Linked DNA regions of Rattus norvegicus: region 1 is linked to region 2. A link is a contact called in public Hi-C data. All regions are on one chromosome and are shown on one strand. Each heading gives the region's core, a stretch centred on a gene start, on an enhancer-like site or on the middle of the called end of the contact. The rest is flanking DNA. Distances are from core to core; before and after follow the strand shown.

Evidence for each region. Hi-C and Micro-C count contacts between places; a contact is called where the count stands out from the background.
Region 1: a Hi-C map of liver shows a contact between it and region 2, with 1.8 times the contacts expected there. The contact joins two enhancer-like sites.

Annotation. Positions count from the first base shown.
Region 1 is chr15:83,375,235-83,380,752 of GRCr8, forward strand. The region is part of intron 1 of Klf12 (KLF transcription factor 12); the gene reads right to left. Among named protein-coding and RNA genes, the nearest start is that of Klf12, 18 kb to the right of the region's middle. Within about 2 kb of position 1,632, at least 2 of the 93 cell types and tissues checked have an H3K27ac peak or open chromatin away from gene starts, as enhancers often do. A contact at or near this core is called in liver, where this site is marked.
Region 2 is chr15:83,296,871-83,302,236 of GRCr8, forward strand. All of the region lies in intron 2 of Klf12 (KLF transcription factor 12), which reads right to left. Among named protein-coding and RNA genes, the nearest start is that of Klf12, 96 kb to the right of the region's middle. Within about 2 kb of position 1,336, at least 1 of the 93 cell types and tissues checked has an H3K27ac peak or open chromatin away from gene starts, as enhancers often do. A contact at or near this core is called in liver, where this site is marked.

The DNA of each region.
Region 1 (5,518 bases), core at 382-2,881, 79 kb after region 2:
TAATGTGTTCAATTGCTTCAAAGGAGTAGAATGCAGTGGTGCTGATTAAAACCAGGAGTTAGGGAGGAGGAAAAGGATAACTCCCCCTGGTGTGAGATGTTGGTGATAATACAGAGAAGCAAAAAAAGAGAAAACGGAGCGGAGGGTAGTTTGAATGAGAAATGTGCCCCCAGTCTCAAGCATTTGAAAACATGGTCCCAGTTGGTTTTGGAGGACTTGAAGGTGTGCTTCCGGAAATAAGTCACCGGGGTGGAGCTCTAAGAACTTGAAGACTTGAGCCACTAGTGGTTCACTCAGTCATGCTTGCAGCTCAATATGTGATCTCTTGGCATCCTGTTCCAGCCATCCTATCTACCCCAATGGCAAAATGGATGGAAATTTGCCTATATAAGGAAGAAATATACACAGAGACAAAGACAGAGAAGCAGAGGCAGAGGCAGGGGCAGGGGCAGGGGCAGGGGCAGGGGCAGGGGCAGGGGCAGGGGCAGGGGCAGGGGCAGGGGCAGGGGCAGAGGCAGGGGCAGAGGCAGAGGCAGAGGCAGAGGCAGAGGCAGAGGCAGAGGCAGAAAGAGTCAGAGAAGCTGGGATGGAGAGACTGAGAAAGGAGAAAGAGGAAACATGGGAGCATGAATTCCTATGCTCCATTAATTACTTCATAGGGCTAAAATCAGTCCACTCCACAATTGAGAGGAAGTCCTTCCCTTAGAGAGAGCTCCAGGAAGGAGGTGTATATTTCTCTATTCAAGGTAATATTTATGCTTTCTAGAAAGATTTAATTCATAAAACATTGGGCAATGGGTCTAGTTTGAACACATTAGGCCGGGGCCCCACAGTAAATTGCTGTGTGGGTTGGAAGGCATGCTAGAGAGTAGTGAACACATTAAACAGAAAGCACACTATCTTTACTTAAAGGGCAATTCTGTGGCAGAGTCTGCATTTATTCTTACTGCCAACAACAATATACAGCATACTTTAACTCACCATTTTTAACTGCTAAGTCTCTTGGACAAAACTGAGAGAGAAAGAGAGAAAAGATGACGCGGGCAATCAATAAAAAACTTCTCCAGTCAGAGTTAACAAATCTTCCCTCATATTTTTGCTCTTAAGTGAGTAGCTCATCAGAGTGGCCAGAAAAATCAACCACTTTGCAAACCTCCCAGGGAGAGAAGGAAAAGGGTCCCTGGCTACAGAGACATGATGAGAGGGGGGAGCTACATGATCCCCAAGTATGGGTGGCCCTTATCCCACACACTGATGGGTGACACCTGGAAGAGAAATGTCATGAAAGAACGTTTCATTCTGTATCTGAGAAGCAGCAGGATACAATCACGTCCCCTGTGACACACAGCCTTAATAAGCACATCCAGCAGTCAGATCTTGGGTTCTAATGCCATTCTCAAATAAGAGGAGCCATAGCTGCTTGGAGAAGCTGCTCGTGTCAGGGCTGAGGCAAGAGATGAGTATGTAGGATTTTCAAGTGCCCAAAAGGACAATACTACTATGTCTTTAAAAATACTTTTTTTAAGAAGCACACAACAGTGGCAGTAAATCAATATAAGAGTACTAGTTTACAGTCTACGGATAAACTAAATACACAAGTTCATATTGACATACAAAAGAGGGTTGGAAAGCAACGAAGTGGAAAAATCCAGAGTCCAATTTCAGCAGGCAAAGGAGCCAAGGCATCCTCCGATTAAAATGTGGCCCTCTTCCCAAAACCTAAAGCCCCAGAAGCAATCATGGGAAACCCATCAAGCCCATTCCAGCTGAGATCCACTCTGCAGAGATCCTGATCAGAAGTCCTCACACTGACACGGTCATCAAACACAGGACAGTCAGATACACTTTTCCAGCCAAAAGGCATGAAGGAGATGTGTCTACGGGTATTATTATGTGATGCACCAAATGAGGGTATCTAACAGAAAAGGAACTGAGGTAAAAGCTGAAGGGAGCTGAATGAAGGAGGAACTATAATTAAAGGATTTACAGCCTAGAACAAACATGCCATCTCCATGGAAGATTCCAATGACAGAGAAAATTGACTGAGAGATCAGGGGAACTCTGGATTACTGTGCATTTTTTTCCCACAATTCGATGAAGGGGTGAGACTTATTTCTACAGAAAAGTCCACCTGTGGTGAATTAAAAATAAAGAGGTATACTCTGGGGGAAAAAAGCATATTCCATATCAGTTTGTGAAGTAATTAGAGATACATTTTGCCATTAAAAAAGGAGGGGGAGGGGGTTGGGGATTTAGCTCAGTGGTAGAGCGCTTGCCTAGCAAGCGCAAGGCCCTGGGTTCGGTCCCCAGCTCCGAAAAAAAGAAAAGAAAAAAAAAGGAGGAGGAGAAGGGAGGGAGGAGGAAAAGGAGGAGTAAAGCTATGGCAGATCACAGCTTTAATCTCAGCACTTAGTAGGCAGAGGCAGGAGGATCTTATTGATGTAGACTAGACTACAGATTGAGTTCCAAGACAGGCAAGGCTACACAGAGAAACTTTGTGTTAAAAGAAAAGAGAAGAGAAGAGAAGAGAGGAGAGGAGAGGATAACAGAGGAGAGGAGAGGAGAGGAGAGGAGAGGATTAGAAAAGAAAAAAGAAAGCAAAACTGGTAACAATTCTGACAGTCTTTGAGACTATTAGAGGAAAAGTGCTTTTCTGAAGGTGGTTTAAAAACTAGAAACACAGATTGGGAAATGGTATATAGATAATAGTATATGTTGTGCAAGTATGAGGACCTGAGTTCAAATCCTGTGCACCCATGTAAAAAGATTGGTATGGACGTATGTGGTTATAGTCCTAGAATTGGGAGATGAAGAAAAAACAGATCTTGGTAGCTCCCTGGTCAGGTATCATAGCTGAAATAATGAACTTACAGTTCAGTGAGAGATTGAACTGCAAAGGAGTAAACTGGATAGGAACAGAGGAACACGCACACACACACACACACACACACACACACACCACAAATTACACATCAATTAGAATGGACATTTGTTCGGATACACTATACTTTCTTCAGCATTTATCAACTCAGTTACCACTGCCCAAAATATGCTCTATTAGAACCCATGATTTTTTTTAGAATGGTGTTTTTACTTGGTCTTTTAATTACCCACCTTTCCAAGATGATTCACTTACAGTTACCATTTCACTCTGCCCACTGTATCCCTATGGCTTACTTGTCATTTACTTCCTTGTGATTATTGACTCACAGAAATTATTCATTTTAACATTAATTGCTTTGTATATAAACTACTAAAACAAGGGAAAATGTATCCAAAAGTTAGCATGTATATTTTCTTTCAAATGCATTAAGATGAAATACAATAATTGCCAAGTACACAACACAATCCTCCTCCATTCCACGGAAACCTTGCTTAACCAATGTTGGGGTTAACAGGTCTCTCTACGCCAGCAATGGCCACAGCAGCATGTCTATCCTCGCCATCACCCTGACAGGATTAGGGAAAGAGTTAGCAAGCCCATTACTAGTCATCAGAAAGTAGTTGTTAGTTTCCTGAGAGTAGAGTCTTTGCTGTGGAAATTGGAGGCAGCTGGGGGCAGTACTGTTCCCACATTTTGCTATCTCAGAAGAAGCAAACAAGAACAGCAAAGCTGGAAGAAGGCAGAGCGGGAAACAGACCCACGATGCTACTTACATTACAGAACGGAGAATACTTAGGAACAGATCCATTTCTTGGATACCCCGGTTTTACAAAACCATAAACCACAAAGCAACATTTGAACTTCAGCCAGTCTGAACTGACTTTAAAGACCAGGGTTAGCTGGATGGATCCACAAACTGAAAGGGACAGTGCCTAATGAGGGGCTGAAGTAGTTATCTGCCAGAGTGCATAGTGAGGTAGTTAGTCTATGGTCCACTGAGGTAGGTGGCCATGGAAGTTGGACTCTCCCATCTTGAAGAAGCCAAGGATAGCCCAGTTCACAGCTCCACTATCCTTAGGCATGGGCATGGTCCTCATGAGTCAATACATTAGCTTGATCTCCAGCCACTGCTTCTCCATTACATACAATAGAAACAAAGGAAGGAAACAAAGAAACAAAGGGGTCAGAAGGAATGCAATGGATTAGTTTTTAAAAGCCAATTCCATTATTTGTGGGCAAAACAGTGCACCACTCATGAGATATGAAAAACTCATCAGATAAGAAGTATGTTATATCTACTTTCACTAGGAAATATTGCACTCTATTAAGCAACAGAGGCAGGGAGAAACCTGAAAAATAAAATAAAACAAACAAAAATTAAAACCTTTGCATAGCAAGGGCACCAGTGACACTGTAGGTTAGTACATGGTTCTTATATGTACCAGGTTACCTAAAAGATATGTTCACATGCACGCAACATCCAGTTTTTATCCCACTTGCTAGAACCTACTTGTCCACATGTAAGGAAGAGCTTCACCATGACATCTATTTAGACTCTATATCCATGTAGAGTCTAACAAGTAGAAACTCTATAATAGATAAGAAACGTCAGAACTGAGTGGCAACAACCAGCCTGAAACCGTTGGTTTTTTTTTTTTTTTCAACCAAAAGAACAAATACAAATCAAATGTTCCACTATAACCATCATTCAATAACTGGCTTTTTAACACCAGAAACACAAGGCATTAAAATGATTTAATTATGACATTCATATTCTGGAAAGCCCTTGTAATAATGACACTTATGTAGAAACACTTATATAGAAAAACTTAATATGGTAACACCCTGCAGTGCCTGGAAACCTTTGAGAACAGAGCTTTATCACACAGTCCAATGTTGCAATCATGATGATATAAAGCAAAGAATGGACTAAAAATCTAGACTAGATCAGGAAACTCAATTGGGGGTGGAAGGACAAACAAGAAATCCAACAGGAAAACATACGGATAAATAATTGACAGAAAGGCAAACTCGGAAAGTCAACAGGAAGATCGCTGACTCCTGAGTGGAGAGCGTGCTGAGCACCCTGAGCGAGCTGACTTTCACCCTCACCAACGTTCAAATACGACGGCAGGTCACAGGCTTCTACTCAGGTAGAGAATGAGAAATGAGTCAATAACATCAAAATTATTTTTGGAAAGGAATAAAATGAAACAGATGGCTGAAAAGTAAAGAAATGATTTGGGAACCCTGGAAAGCTGAATGTGGCTAAGACACTCAAGGGAGAAACAGAAAATAAATTAACTTATTCCACAAATAAAAGTCCCAGAATCTGGGAAACTGACAGCCATATCTAACTCTAAAACTGGAGGAAAGGATCAGCTAAAAAAAATAAAAATAAAAATAACCGGGGAGACTTACTGACAAACCATCTAAGGATGAATAAGGCCCCCACTGTAACAAACTCACCTAGAGGACTGCTTTCTCAGATCCCAGAGGACCAGAGCTCATTTGGGGAATAGAATGAAATGTACAGGCTTCCACTGAGAGATCATCCACCCAGGGAAGGGGAGGGACTCGGACAGAGAAGGGCATGAAAGAAATGGCTGGCGTGCGAATCCAGGTACCGAGCAT
Region 2 (5,366 bases), core at 86-2,585:
CTTTCCCCTACACAAGGAAAAGTAACCCGTTCATCTTCCACACAGTCCTACAAGCCAATGACCTTGAAGACATGAGCCCAGCAACTTGCTTGAGCATTAAACACAAACACCTCTGAGAATCAGTTCCTATAGAGCAATGCGCCGACTCCCACTTTATCCAACTGACTTTTTCATATATATAAAAAAAAACTTAGACGCTCTGAAGAGATAGCTGCGTGGACTATGTGCTTACTGTGCATGTATGGACATATGAGTTCAGATGCCCAGAATTCACCTGAAAATGATATTGGCATGGTGGAGCACCTTCAATCCTTACACTGGAGAAATAAAGAGAAGGGATGCCCATGGCAATCTGGCTAGCTGGACTAGCCAAATCTTAATGCCAGGTTCATCAAGAGACCCCAGCACAGTAAGTAAAGTTGAAAGCTACTGAGGAAAACATCAGACATTGACCTTTGGCCTCCACACACACACACACACATTCTCAGGTAACTGCACTCACACAAACAAATATACACATGAATGGAGAAAAAAAGAAAAATTATAGTTAATTTCAGCCACTTAAATGACACACTGTAGGTCAAAGAAAATGGTGGCACCTATTAAAATCTTACATGTGTTTACCTGTATGTTTTACAATGACATGGTGACCAAAGTTATTGGTGGAATATGTTAAAGACAAGTGAAAATGTCCAATTACTTTGCTATGAAAAGGTCTCTAAAACTTATTTTCTGCTCCCCCTATGAACACATACAGAATATTGTGCAAGAGCATAATTAAATGAATTTTTGATTGGGAATAATGTCCTTACCTTACCCAAAGGAAGAGAAAACAAAGGGACGGTGTGACAGCAGACCAGTTGTGCCAAGATTGGTAAGTAACATTACCTTTCTTGCTACCCAAACTGAGCAACTGAGCTAAGAAGAAAACCACAGAAATGCTAAGAAGATTCAGCTAGGCCTGCAGATTATGACCAAGAAGTAAAAATAATGCATGATGGTATTTAAAGCTGGAGAGGCTGGGGTGGGGTGATCGGATGTGTGCAATGGGTACTTTAGAGACCATGTTCCAAGGCATAGTTTCTGTGTTTCTGTTTTGGGTTGTCTGGGGTGTGTGTGTGTGTGTGTGTGTGTGTGTGTGTGTGTGTGTGTGTGTAGGCAGAGGTGGACACTAAAAGTCTTCCTCAACTGCTCTCCATCTTAGCTTTTTAAAACAGGTGTCTAACACTGATTCACCTAAATTGGCTGGTCAATAAGCCCAATGGGCCCTCCCCACTTCTCTTCATAGCAGTAGAATTAAAAATGCACTCCACTCTGCTCCACTATTTGCCTGGGTGCCAGAGTCAACTCAGGCCACGTTTGCACAGCAAACATTTTACCAAGCAAGCATTTTCTCCACCCTCTACCAAAATGGAGTTTAAATGACACAGGCTTCACTTCATAACAGCCAGTTTTCTAAGATAGAAAAACCATGGCCATGAGCTCCAAAAGCAAGGCATCTAACACAGAAGGGCAATATTTAAAGTACATTTCCCTCACCAAATATTGAAGTCTCGTCATTTCGATGAACCAGTAACCAGGCCACAAAAGACATCTTTCCCTCCATCAGAAGAAGGTCATGCTTAAATAGTACTCTTATTTTCCAGTTGGCTTTCCTGGGTGGGTGAGGGGTTTATTCTTTTCATTATACATTTAAAGTGGAATAAGAATAATTTGAATGAAAATATCCCTGCTCCATTTTATCTAATAGGTAAGGACATAAGTTGACGTTTCCTCGATGATTCCGACTACTCATTAGGATCGTGGGTGATCAGGCAATGCTGCACACAGAGATAAGTTCAGGAGCCACTGAAGTGTGTCTATACTAAATGACCTGAAACTATTGGACTTTGTGTAGGCATGAGCATATTAGAGTATGTCAAGCTGTGACTTCTCAATCTGCTCCCTTCTTTTTATAGATGTTGCTCTGCCCTAAGGTAGACTAGATGTCCGACTATGATGCATGCAGATTTTGGTAATCAGTCCTAGCTGAATGAACTTGGATATGTCATTTAACATCCTTGGATATAAAATGAAGGATTTCAACAAGGTCCCTCCAGGGTCTCTTTTCATCATGTTGTTCCTCATATGTTGTGTAACCTGGAAACCAGGAGAACAAGCTGCCTACACTTGCATTGAAAGTAACATCTAAAGAAACATGCAACATATTCTTTTGTTAAGTGACAAATCATGCCCCAGACATCTTTGTGCCTTTGCTGGAGGCCATATTTGGGCCATTATTTGTTGATTTGTGTTTGTTTTTGTTGTTTTTTGTAGCTCAGAAATAGTAATATGATTGCTAGACACCAAAGGTTCTACTAGTGAGGTGTCAGTCAGTATTCTCATACCTTGATCTTATCTAAGTATTCTGTGTTAGGTCCCCAAAGAATGTATGCACACTGAGCAAACAGAAGGCAAATTGAAGACTGTAATGGGACACCTTTCTTCACTTCAGTGGATACTATTTAGAGGGTAGGATTTATTAAAAGGTGTTCTACAAGCCAGGTGTGGTGACATACACCTTTAATCTCAGCACTCCGATGTCAAAGGCAGGTAGATTTCTGTAGGTTCAAGGCCAGCTTGTTCTATAATGAGAGTCTGAGGCCAGGCAGGACTACACAGAAAGATTCTGTCTCAAAAACAAATAAAGAAAGAAAGAACGGAATTCTATAGTATGATGCTTTGGAAAACATGAGGCAGAGTGCAAGCATAGAGAATTAGTTCTACAAGTCTTAGGAGAAGGACATGTATTCAGTTTTTACTTTCTGGAATTGTAAACACATGATTTCCCACTCTTAGGTACTCGGTGCCATCATCGAGAGGAATCTGGAATCTAGCAGGTAGAGGAAGTTCAGTGGTTAACAGTGCATATTACTCTTGCAGAGAACCTGAGTTTGAGTCTCAGCACCCATGTTAGAAAGTCCACATGAAGTCATAACCCCAGTTACAGGGGAATCTGAGAATCTCTGTCCTCCATGGGTACCTGCACATACATGTGCCCAGAAACACACACACACACACACACACACACACACACACACACACACACACATAATTAAAAGAAATATATCCTATTTTTTTAATATATATAGTCTTTTAAAAGGAGCTTGAAATCTGGGCTGATGGCTCAATTGGGGTAAAGGCAATAAATCATCATGACACAGAATGACATACAGTTAATGCAGTAGTAGGGTGTGGTGGGGATGTGCACTTGTAATCCTAGTTCTGGGGAGCCAGCCAACCTAGTCTACCTGGTAAGCAACAAAGGAAAATAATATCTGAAAATCAAGGAGGCAGCATTTGAGGAGCGATGCCTGAGGCTGACATCTGACATACATACACACACACACACACACACACACACACACACACACACACACACACACACACACGCACACACACACACACGCACGCACACACGGATGCATGCACGCACACACGCACATATGTACATGTGCACAATCAGCTGAATACAAGCATCCACCTACAAACATATGAGCATGTGCACATGCACAAACATACATAAAAAAGGAAGCTGAGACACTCCCCTCCACTGGCAATCTGCATCTCATTCCTTTAGAGTAGTGGCTCTCAACCTTACTAAAGCCATGACCCTTTCATACAGTTCCTCATGCTGTGGCGACCCCAGTCCATAAAATCATCGCACTGCTACTTTGTAACTGTAACGTTGCTTCTGTTATTAATTGTGATGTTAATTGTCTGATATGCAGGATATCTGCCACGCAATTGTCAAAGGCGCTGTGCGACCCACAGGTTCTTATGTTCATGAAATCGCCCTATTGCCATGACATGTGTCTCCTTCCACATATTTCATTTCTAGGTTCCTCTCATCACATGAGCCCTGGATGCCTACTTCCTATCTTCACCTCTCCTCTGAATTCTCATCCATGTAAATGTGTAAAGAAAAACAAAAGAAGAAAAATTTTTTTAAAAATCAAAAAGGGAAAAGAAAACCAATAAAATGAAAAGTATTCGAGAACATTCGCATAAACTCTTCATGTCTCAGATTTCTCTCGCTACACACACCACAATCTCTAAAATTTAGGGCAGTAATTCTCAATGGGTTCCACTGTGTAGTTTGGGAAGACATTGATAGGAAGCAGTTACAATACTGCTCCTGGACCAGGACTGCTAGTGTGTACAAGGGAAGGGGGGTCCACAAAATAACAATCCACGTTGGTGAAGGCCCAGATTGCAAAACCACCTCCTGAGAGACTAAAACACATTGTAGTCAACTACAGAGTAACCCAAATCTACAACGACTGAGTTGAGTTGAATATATGAAGCTACAGGAGAAAAAACATTATAAACAATAGACACAGTATTGCACAGAATTCCCTTCCACTTCTCCTAAAGCCAGGAGAACTGGCGGCAAACAGGCCTCAGAAGTAGATTCCCCTCCATTGTACCCAGTAACAGGTCAGCACTTATATTTCTACCTCCTCTACACCTCAGGACACGGCCGTGTGTATTTTGTCTTGGAAGGGTTCTCCCTTCCCATTTCAAAGCAGAATTCCTACTCATCATTCAAGCCATGATTCAAACGTGGTTCTGTAAAGATTTCTCTGCCTTCGCGATGCAAAAGAAGTCACTTCTGAGGATAGAAGAGAGAAATACAAAAAGAACTTTAGTGATAGAGAACACAACTCACGGTCTGGGCAATAAGATGAGTCCTTGGTCCCGTCTTAGACGGAGGACAGACAGGACAGCTGTGTTTTGGGGCTCGGGTTCTTGGTCTGTTTCTTAAATGGTTTTTAGGCTGACGTCTTCACTGGGAGAAATGTTTTATTAAAGAATAGCTATTGCCTCCTAGTCCCCACAAATAGAGTCTCTAAGTGGAGACATGTCACTGTCTTCTCGTTTCCTAGCTAACTCAGTTGAGCTAGGTGATCACCTGACCAAGGGACCAGACTCTCACAAAGGCAGGTTCCCTTTATGCCAAGTAAAAGAGATAGGAGGCATAATTTGCTATTTAATGAGATAATGTATCTTTCCTTCTCAGAATTCCTGTTCTTAGCATAATCCCTAAGAGATTCTTTTGGGCTTGACTGCTTTTGTGAGTCAGAACTTCTCATTTCTCTTCTCTTCTGTTTTCTGTCTTTTCCTTTCTGATGCTGCCCAGAATCGAAATGCTTTCTCTGATAGTGACTTAGTACAGTATTCCTTCATCTTTAAAAAGCCCCTCTATATATTCAGGCTGCTCTTCCACCCTGTGGCTGACCTCTACGCTAGCACAACTCAACTAGCCTGGCTTTCCCTCTTGCTTTTCTGGGTAGCTACTGAGATTTATTGCTGGCCTAGCCTGA